Regions from separate parts of the Mus musculus genome. Here region 2 is linked to region 1. The links are chromatin contacts, called in public HiChIP or PLAC-seq maps. All regions are on one chromosome and are shown on one strand. Each heading gives the region's core, a stretch centred on a gene start, on an enhancer-like site or on the middle of the called end of the contact. The rest is flanking DNA. Distances are from core to core; before and after follow the strand shown.

Region 1 (4,495 bases), core at 1,731-4,230:
TATCAGAAGAGATTGTGATATGGGTTTATAATCCCAGAACTTGAGAGGTGGAGGCAGGAGAATCATGAGTTGACCTTAATGCTATTGAATTCAAGGTCAGCCTTGGCTAAGACAGCCTATCTGAAAATAAATAATGTATAAGGCTATTTCAAAACTTGAAATGGCCTACCTGCTTCTGCTTTCCAGTCTGGTTTAAATTAACAGTGTTTATGAAATTTGACTCTTTTTAGTCATATGGGAAACTCATGTACAGGGGAGGCTGAGCACTTAACTGAATGTCCCCAGAAAAGGCAAATAGAGCTGAGAAAAACTGGTCCTACCTATCTGGGTCTGACTATAATACTATAAGTTAATTAATAAAATACTATTATTTTAAGGGTCCTAGAAGTGGGTACTACTATGGCTACCACTAAACTCTTAGTTACCTGTGTAATGAAGAAAATACTGGTTTATTATATTGGGTTAACATGGTCCCCTAGACATCTAAAAGTCATAAGTAAAATACTCTGTGATTTGAAGTTATATCCTAATATTCATATTGCTTCTGGGAAATTTTTAAAGTACAATATTAATCACACAAAGATAATGAAAGCAAAGAGAGCAGGGTTAGAAGTGAGGTCATGGAACTATGAGAACTTGAGTAGTTAGAATTGTCAGATAAAGATTTTAAAACAAATATGATTAAAAGGATGAAAACCAAGACTGAGAATTTGCACAGAGTGTCTCGGCATCACATGTGAACATGTGTGTTTATAAGCTGACAAGCTGTGTCTATCACAGACCTGCCTAGACCTCTCTGTTCCCTGTGCTGAATGCTGACTGGGAACTCAGACTTGCCTGTTACCACTCCACCACCCTAGACCAAAACTTTTACAGAACTATGTGAAGGAATTTGCTTCTTAGGGTGCGTAGAGATGACTAAGTTGACCAACAGGATATAGAGGATTCCAGAAGTCAAGAGGAGAGAACTTTAAAATAAACAATAGTGTTATCCAGAAGATACCATTAAGTAATAATGCAATAAAGGGAGATGTATTCAGTGTAAATAATCAATGAAAGATTCATGAGGAGCACATACAGAATATTTTCTTAGACCCTACAAATTAATTTTAAAAGCCAAACTAAAAGTTATAAAAGACAGAAATATATTATTTCTAAATGTTTCTTTCTACATATAACTATATAAAATATATAACTAGCCTTATTATAGATCATAATATTACATATATAGAGATATATATGTATACATGTAAAACATAAACATATAGAGACTATGTACAGAATCAGACAGACATTAAGGTGCTGGTTCATCCCAAATGTTATGGTACTCATTTTCTGTATCTTCACATGTGTGTCACCCAAGTCCACGAGGGTGTAAGGGCCTTGATTCTCCGCTGTCACACATAGCTTCAGATGTTCCATGGTCACACTGTTGGCAGGTTTCTGATTCTGCCAACTGTGGCTCTGGCGGCTCATCTCTGTATCCACTATTGGTCTCATTCTCACCACAGGCAATCCTCTCTAGACAAAGGTCTGTTTTCTGGGATCTAATATGATCCCAGGCTTCTCTCTCTTTATTCCAGGCTGTGGCTATATTCTCGAATCATTTTTTTTCATACACTGTGAAAGAACAAGTGATTGTTCTATTGAAACAGGGTCTGAGTTTCTCCCAGGTTTCTCTCCCAATCCTCTCCTTATTCCTCCACACTCAATTTCATTTTTGTGTTGTACCCCACCCCCACCATACAATGCTTTCTCTCTCTCAAAAACTAAATTGATACACAAAATACAAGAATATTTAAAATAAACAAAAGCTCACTATGATGAAAAATGGCAAACAAAACAAAATGAAACAAAAAGCGCAGTTGGCAGTGGCTCTGCCACAGGGTTCTGGAACACGGGAAGATATCAGTGGCTGCTGTCTCGTCTTTTTAGTACCCTGCAGGAAGATTTCTTCTGAGGTCAGAGAGAACACATGTTTCATGGCCCAATAAGGAAGTCAGGAAGAAATGGAGATAGATTCACAATAATAGCCAACATTAAAAACTGAGTTCAGAGGCAGAAATGTGCTGGGTGTGGTAGTGCATGCCTTTGATCAGAGCACTCGGGAGGTAGAGGCAGGTAGATCTTTAAGGTCAAGGCCAGCGTGGTCTTCAAAAATAGTTCCGGGACAGCCAGTGCTCCACAGGGAAACCGTGTCTTGAAAAACCTAGATAGATAGATAGTAGATAGATAGATAGATAGATAGATAGATAGATAGATAGATAGATAGATAGATATAAACATAAAAATAATAAATAAAAGGAGGCAGAAATGTGTTCAGCAGGAGGAAGGCAGCTAGAGACACAACCATGCCACAATAGAATGTGGCTGAGGACATCCCAAAAGCTCTCCTCTGACATCTCAACCCATGGAGGGACAGCTGGGTGAGCCGGTCAGAATCAGCCCCAGGTGACTGAGAGGCTGGGATGGCAGTAGGTGGGTCTCGTCTGAGAGTGTTGGCTATGACATCCTGTTTTTCTCCCTTCTAGTCCACTTTTGGGAAGCACGGGAATGTTTAGAAATGAACTCTCACATTCTAGTTGAATATGATGTCCCTTTTACCTGTAAAATTAGAAATGGCAAGAATACCTTTAACACAAACAGGTGATGGTTGTATTTAAATGCTCAACCTGAGCTCCCAGAGAACCTTCCATGTCTTGCTTGCTCTGTAGATAACCCCCAAGCAGGTGGGGCACCACTGAGATCACCTGCTTGAACAGTTGTGTAATTTTGGCAGCTGCCCCTGCTTTGCCATCTGTGCCAAGGAAACTCAGAGCCAAGAGTGTCTGCCAAGAGGAGTCAAAACACTGCTGACAACCAGGACTTGGACTTGCTGCAGATGGAGGCGTTCCAGCCCTCCAAATCAGCCAACACCATTGTTAGGGGAGTGTGATAAACGGCTGAGTGCATCTGCCCTTGTGAGCTGTCAAAGTTCCAACAGGGTAACAAATGAGAGGAGGCCAGGCTTCTGCCGTTGTCTGGGTGGAGCGTGTCAGTGTTCCTCTGAAGCCTGGAGGCAAGGCAAGGTTTATAAGAACCATTCTTTCTCAGGGAATGTTTCCCTTCTGGGCAGAGGTCACAGCCCTTCCCTTGGGTTAGACGACACGTAGTACCTTGAGGACTACCAGAAGGAAAAGCTGCACAGTGAAATTCCAGGAAGGGTGCACCACAAAGCCAGCTGCGGGAAGAGTGCTTGAGGGAATGTCCCTGACCAAGAACACGATACATACTCAGAAAACGTTTCTTGTATGTTTATGAACTCTCTGTGACTCAATAATAGGTCACTTAAGGCAACAAAACCTGAATTTTCAGATGTTTCAAAAGAATACGTCTTGTCACTGGAGCTTTAAGATGCTTTGACAAAAACATATAAGTATTATATACACTATCATAAGCAAAAAGAAAGCAAAAAAAAAAAAAAAAAAACCCTGTGATCCTAATGTAAAGCCATAAACACTTAATTCTGGTTATTACTTCCCATTTTTCTATTTCCTTTTTTTCTGCTTTTTAATTTTTTTTTTTTTACCATTACTTTCCTCCTTTTAGAACATGCTTTAACACATGTGTATGGGGTTGGTATGAAGGATTTCCAGGACATTGTGTCTGGTCTTTCTGAGTCCTGGGCTTTTTACAGTCTGTCTTAGCAGTTTGAGGGATTGCTCCTCTTTGAACATCTTCTTCCCCTGGATCCCAAGACTTTGCACTGTCTAGATTTTCCCATCTATCTCACTGAACCTTGCTTTTTATTGCTTGTTTTAAAGTGTGGTTTTTGTCTTGTTTTATTTTGTTTTGTTTTGTTTGAGATAGATTGGCTTTAGGTGTGCCTACCCTGCATGGCTGGGATTTCTTAAATCCTATCTCAAAGCCCAGTCTTTGGACTTCTTGAACCACTTTTTTGGACTTTCTTGTAGTTTCACGATTGTAAATATCAGCGGCCTACCAAGAACTTCCAAACGTAGGTCTCTTACAGTATTTTCCTTCTGAACTCTGGACTCATGGCTCTCTAGATTTACTTATATTTTAATACACATCTCAAGTATCCAAAATAGAACCATTAGACCCCATCAAATCTTCAGTATAAGAGAGCCCCTTGCTGTCAAACAAACAGTAGTAACCAAATCTGTTTGCTAAGGCCTCAACTTTGCTGTGATCCTCATCTTTTTTCCTTTTACCCCCACATCCAAATCTCTCAAAATATACCAAGACTCTGTTCTGTTGTCCACAACCACACTGCCTGGATCACTGCAAGAGGCCTTGGAAGCACCGGCCCACTTTAGCCTTGGGCATCTTTCAGATTGCGTATCTGAAGGTAATGTTGGGTGAACTGTTGATCTCAGAATACTCAGGCAGTCTCTCATATCACACAGACTGAAGCACATGGCCTGAGAGTCTAATTGTGCCGTGGGCCTGCTTCTCACTTTAGCTGTGTGTCTCTGGGCAAGATCCTTATCTG
Region 2 (4,702 bases), core at 173-2,672, 77 kb after region 1:
TTATAATAAGGATTCTCTTGCACATTATTTGGAAAAAAAACTGGCATAAAATTTCTCTTGCATTTTTATTTGATTCCTGGTTTTACATACAACACATATTGATTAACATTTTTACAAATTCCTGGCAAATGTCAGAATTTGTGTTCATGATTCAAGAGCAGACCAAGAATATGAGAAATTACCAGGGTTATTATCATTTTAAAACATGACCTTGAATGAAGGCTAAAATGCCCAAACATTTAGGAGCAGATTGGGAAGTTATATAGGACACCTTATTCACTGCAGCTATCAAAGGCACTGGTATCTTCCTCCAACAGGTGGAGAAGTGCAATTATAGTGTGTAATGCACATGCCAACTGTTATCCCATTGAGTCTTACTGTCACAGAGCAAGCTTAATTTTAAAAAGACTCTTACAGATTGTCTCTATGTTTTAGGGTGTATGTGGGGTGGGTAGAGGATGAACGAGGGCTGTGTGTGGAGAGCCACATACTCAACATTTTGGTTCTTAATTTTTTTAAAAAAGAGGTCTGGGGACATGGCTCTGTGGATAAATCCCTTGATATACAAGTGTGATGACTCCAGTTCAGATCCCCAGGACTCACGTAAATGCCTGCCAGTTGTGGCTGCCCACCTGTAATTTCAGGGAAACCAGAGGAATCCTCTAAGCAAGACACTAGCCAGACTTGTCCTCTTGGCTAATGTTGGCTTCACTTGAGATATCCTGACTTCATGAATAATATAGAGTGATGGAGGAAGATTCTTGATAGCAGCCACATGTCCCCCACATGCATGTGCACAACATGTTCACCCACACACATGTAAACATGCACACACACACACACACATACATGTGTAAGTGTCTAAGTACACTCTTTTATGGTGAAAGCATTCTTAAATTGGAATTTTCCTATACTGTAATATTGGCAAACATGAAATTTTTAATATCATGGATGGCTTTTTACACTATTGCCCTGGTCAGATCAGGATGGAGTTTTTACAGAACAAGCTTTGCTTACTTGCACCTGAGAAGTTGCTACCATGTTCCTTTGGCTGGCTTGTTTCCTGCTGTCTGAAGAAACAATGCTTCTTATACAGTTACACTGTAGCGCTGCATTCTACAGAAGCCTGTCACTAAGTTCTTCCCAAGTGCTCACGAGGGCATGGCTCAGATACTAAGCATGCACATTTGCTTTTGTTGTTAACAACTGTGGGCTTCAGATTGCCCTCCTTCATAACCCCTGCTAAATGGGACTTGTAATCCCCTTCCCACCCACTCTCTTACTCCCCAGGGCAAGAATGTTGACTCCTGTTCTCTGTCACCTGTCAGAATCCATCTGCCTGTCACTGGCTTATATGGACAAGTCAGTCCAGGGTCATGTGACCTTGGGTTGCTAAAAACAGCTCCGTCACCCATCTGAGCCAGGCCTGGAACAATGTCCTCCACAGAGAGAGAGACATAAAGGACACTTGATCATACAGTCCTTGGAATTATTTCCAGGAACCACTTACAGAAGCCGTTCGGGAGCACCTTTCCCTTGGCAGCACACTCAGGGACAGGGACGGCAAGGAAATGAGCACTTCTCTGAATTACAAGTCTTTCTCCAAAGAGCAGCAGACCATGGATAACTTGGAAAAGCAACTGATCTGTCCCATCTGCCTAGAGATGTTCACGAAGCCTGTGGTCATTCTCCCTTGCCAGCACAACCTGTGCAGGAAATGTGCCAGTGACATCTTCCAGGTAGGTTTGTTTGGAATCTGGAAGCTGTAGAGTGTCCCTGTCTCCTGCAGTCTTTGAGATCAAAGCCCAGTTCCCTTAGAGAGTTTTCTGAGACTGTTCGTGTATTTGAATTGTTTCCCCAGGTTTGATTGTCAACCTGCTCCTCACAAGTCCTGCTGTGTTTTTAATTCTTAGAAGCAGATTTGTTTGTAGTAAAACAAAACTGATCCACTGAATCTGTTTAAGAATTGAAAATGTTACCGCTCATGTCTGAGCATTGGAACTTCAGGTTGGAACTCTGGGTTAGGGAACGGCAGGGGTAAAATGCTCTTGCTGGCCAGGATGTACTGGAGATGGCTATGGACCAGGGAGGGCCTTGTGGTTCAGGACCAGGTACAGTAAGCCCTAAGGAGTTCATATTGTATGGAGTGTCAGAGAGTGAAAATAAGTCTCCAAAAAGCTGTCTGTGGGATTACTCAGTTCCTTTTTTTTTTTTTTTTCTTGCTTGGCAAGAACAGGCCTCTAACCCGTACTTACCCACAAGAGGAGGCACCACCGTGGCATCAGGGGGCCGCTTCCGCTGTCCCTCCTGCAGACATGAGGTGGTGTTAGACAGACATGGGGTCTATGGACTGCAGAGGAACCTGCTCGTGGAAAACATTATTGATATCTACAAGCAGGAATCCACCAGGTAAGAGCGGCTCTGAGAGCTAGACTTACTGGATGTTTTGTTTTCGTCTTAGTGGGCTGATACACTGCATGTTTGTTCCCAGTCATGTGTTAACTGTTCACTAAAAGGCTTTTTCCACGTCACTTCTTTTCAATGAGACAGAGTTGTGTGTGGAGGAAAGAAGGGAGCTAGTGCGCATGCTTCTGTGCCATCAAAGAGAGTCATGTTGATAGAGGTGGGATCCACCTCACAGCCTTGTATTACATTCACTATAGACGTTAGCATTTCTTCTAGGCTCTGCCCTAGAGTAACCTGGCAACAGCCAAATATGCCAGACTCACTATAAAAGGGGTTGCTTGCCTCCCCATCCTCTTCCTCTCTTGCTCTTGCTCTCTTGCTCTCTTCCCCTCTTCCCCCTCTGTCCTGTCTCTCCTCATTCCCCTCCCCCATCTCTCCATGTGGTGCTCACTGGCCATCTCTCTCTCTCTCTCTCTCTCTCTCTCTCTCTCTCTCTCTCCTATTCCCTCAACTCCCCTTCCCATGCCCTAAATAAACTATTCTATACTACATTCCTTCATGTGGCTGGTATCTCAGGAGGAAGGGATGGCTCAGCATGGGCCCTCCTTCCCCATACCATACTGTGCCTCCACCAAACATATCCCTGGCTTCTTTTTTATAAAACACAACAATAGACATGATGACACATGACCAGTTTGTAAACTCCAGATCCTTTGATACAGAAAAATCCTAGCACAAGCACATATAAGTTAAGAAACATCATCTTCCAAAATATTCCAGTTCCTAGTTATCTTGCTTTAAAACAGTCTAAACAACAGTAACACTTATACTTTAAAAACACGCTGACCTCATCACTTGTCATAATATTGGCTCATTGGAACATTCAAGGCAAGATATAATGCTGGCCTGAAGGAGTGTCATTTACAGAAATGGGAAGGGGGACACATTTCAGGCTGGTTCCCTGCTATACAATACTCTTTGCAGGCACTTGGTGATTGTCTGGTATGTCACCTGAATCCATTCACTAGGACATTTAAAAGGGCTTCTTATTTATCACACCACATAAGCTTTACATTCCTAGAGACAAAACTACAGAGTTTATTCCTAAAAGGCATGAAGGTGTGAAGACCCTGATCTCCATTCTGCACAGGTCATTTGAGTCTAAAGCCTTGGTAGCCATATGGAAATTGTGTAGAAATGGGCCCGTTGTGATCCTTATTACAAGAGGCCTGTGCTTATGAAACATCTGCAGGACTATAAACGCCTTGCACTCTTTGCAGGAAAGTCAATCAATTAATATAACGTGTAATTATTGTGATTATTATGGCCATTTGTTTCTGCTCAAGATTCAGAGCTAAATTAGATAGCACCAGGCTATAGATGGAACTGAGGAAGATCTGCAGATGACGAACCGCAGCCACCTGTTTTCTTGCTTCCTAATCTCTTGAGAAGGAAAGTGTTACCATGTTCCAGATCAGATTGCATTGTATTTTGTTGTGTTCAACAGAGTTATCCCAATGGATACATCTATAAACCATCCCCACACCAAAGGCTTAGGAAACATTGCAGAAGAAGCGGTGGAAAGACTCTAAGAGCCAGTAGATCAGGGAGTTTGCTGTGAGGCTATGTTTCCTATTAGTATTAGAAGCTACACCCGTTACTGCCCCTACAGCACGACTGCTTAAACATGAGGTGAACAAGGAAAACAACAGTAGACATGCAAAAGTGGATGGGGAAAGACTTCAACTTGCAAAGAATCACAGGCAGCTAAGAAGTGCTGAGAGTGGGGAATGTCTTCCCCAGGGAAGAGCACACCCACAGGGTTATCCAACACCATAATGGTCATACCTGAAAACATAATAAGAGTAAAATTGTATAGACTGAGCAGATCTTATTTAGTAATGTACACATGTATAGATATATGCATGCAATAACAATTTTAAAAGAGTCTATGAGTTTGAAAGATCAAGAGGGCTAGATGGGAGGGTTTGGAGGGAGAAAAGTGAAAGGAAAGATGGTGTCTACTTAAGAGATAATCCTGGCAACTAGTAAGCAACCAGTTATTAAAAGACATTTCTGTGACAGCAGTTTCAGTATCAGATCCAGTGTTTTTCCACAGAGCAGGGGCTCCACAATGTTAGTTCTGTAAGCAGCACAGGCAAGCATAGTACAGTGTTCTGTGTTTTATTTATTATAATGCTTTTTCTGTCTCTCTACTCACCTGGTAGGAACTTCAGATATGAACATAATAGCATTTGGTATTTGGTATGAAATCTTGAGGACAGAAAATGTTAAA

Evidence for each region. HiChIP or PLAC-seq counts read pairs in DNA pulled down with a chosen protein or histone mark.
Region 2: a contact with region 1 is called in an H3K27ac HiChIP or PLAC-seq map of heart atrium, with 2.6 times the contacts expected there. The contact joins the promoter of Trim55 here to the enhancer-like site in region 1. A contact is called at or near these places in 4 of 39 promoter capture datasets (embryonic stem cells, liver, macrophages and 1 more), 1 of 15 datasets of contacts at CTCF or cohesin (pro-B cells), 8 of 484 Hi-C or Micro-C datasets (Sertoli cells, beige adipocytes, bone marrow-derived macrophages and 5 more), 4 of 115 datasets of contacts at active chromatin or transcription factors (CD8 T cells, cardiomyocytes, embryonic stem cells and 1 more) and 3 of 9 other capture datasets (adipose tissue, liver and macrophages).

Annotation. Positions count from the first base shown.
Region 1 is chr3:19,564,146-19,568,640 of GRCm38.p6, forward strand. All of the region lies in intron 2 of Dnajc5b (DnaJ heat shock protein family (Hsp40) member C5 beta), which reads left to right. Among named protein-coding and RNA genes, the nearest start is that of Gm23330, 6.1 kb to the left of the region's middle. Within about 2 kb of position 2,981, at least 48 of the 459 cell types and tissues checked have an H3K27ac peak or open chromatin away from gene starts, as enhancers often do. A contact at or near this core is called in heart atrium, where this site is marked.
Region 2 is chr3:19,643,038-19,647,739 of GRCm38.p6, forward strand. Trim55 (tripartite motif-containing 55) reads left to right here and starts at 1,423. Exons shown (of 10, transcript NM_001081281.2): 1 at 1,423-1,739; 2 at 2,237-2,409. The coding sequence starts at 1,572.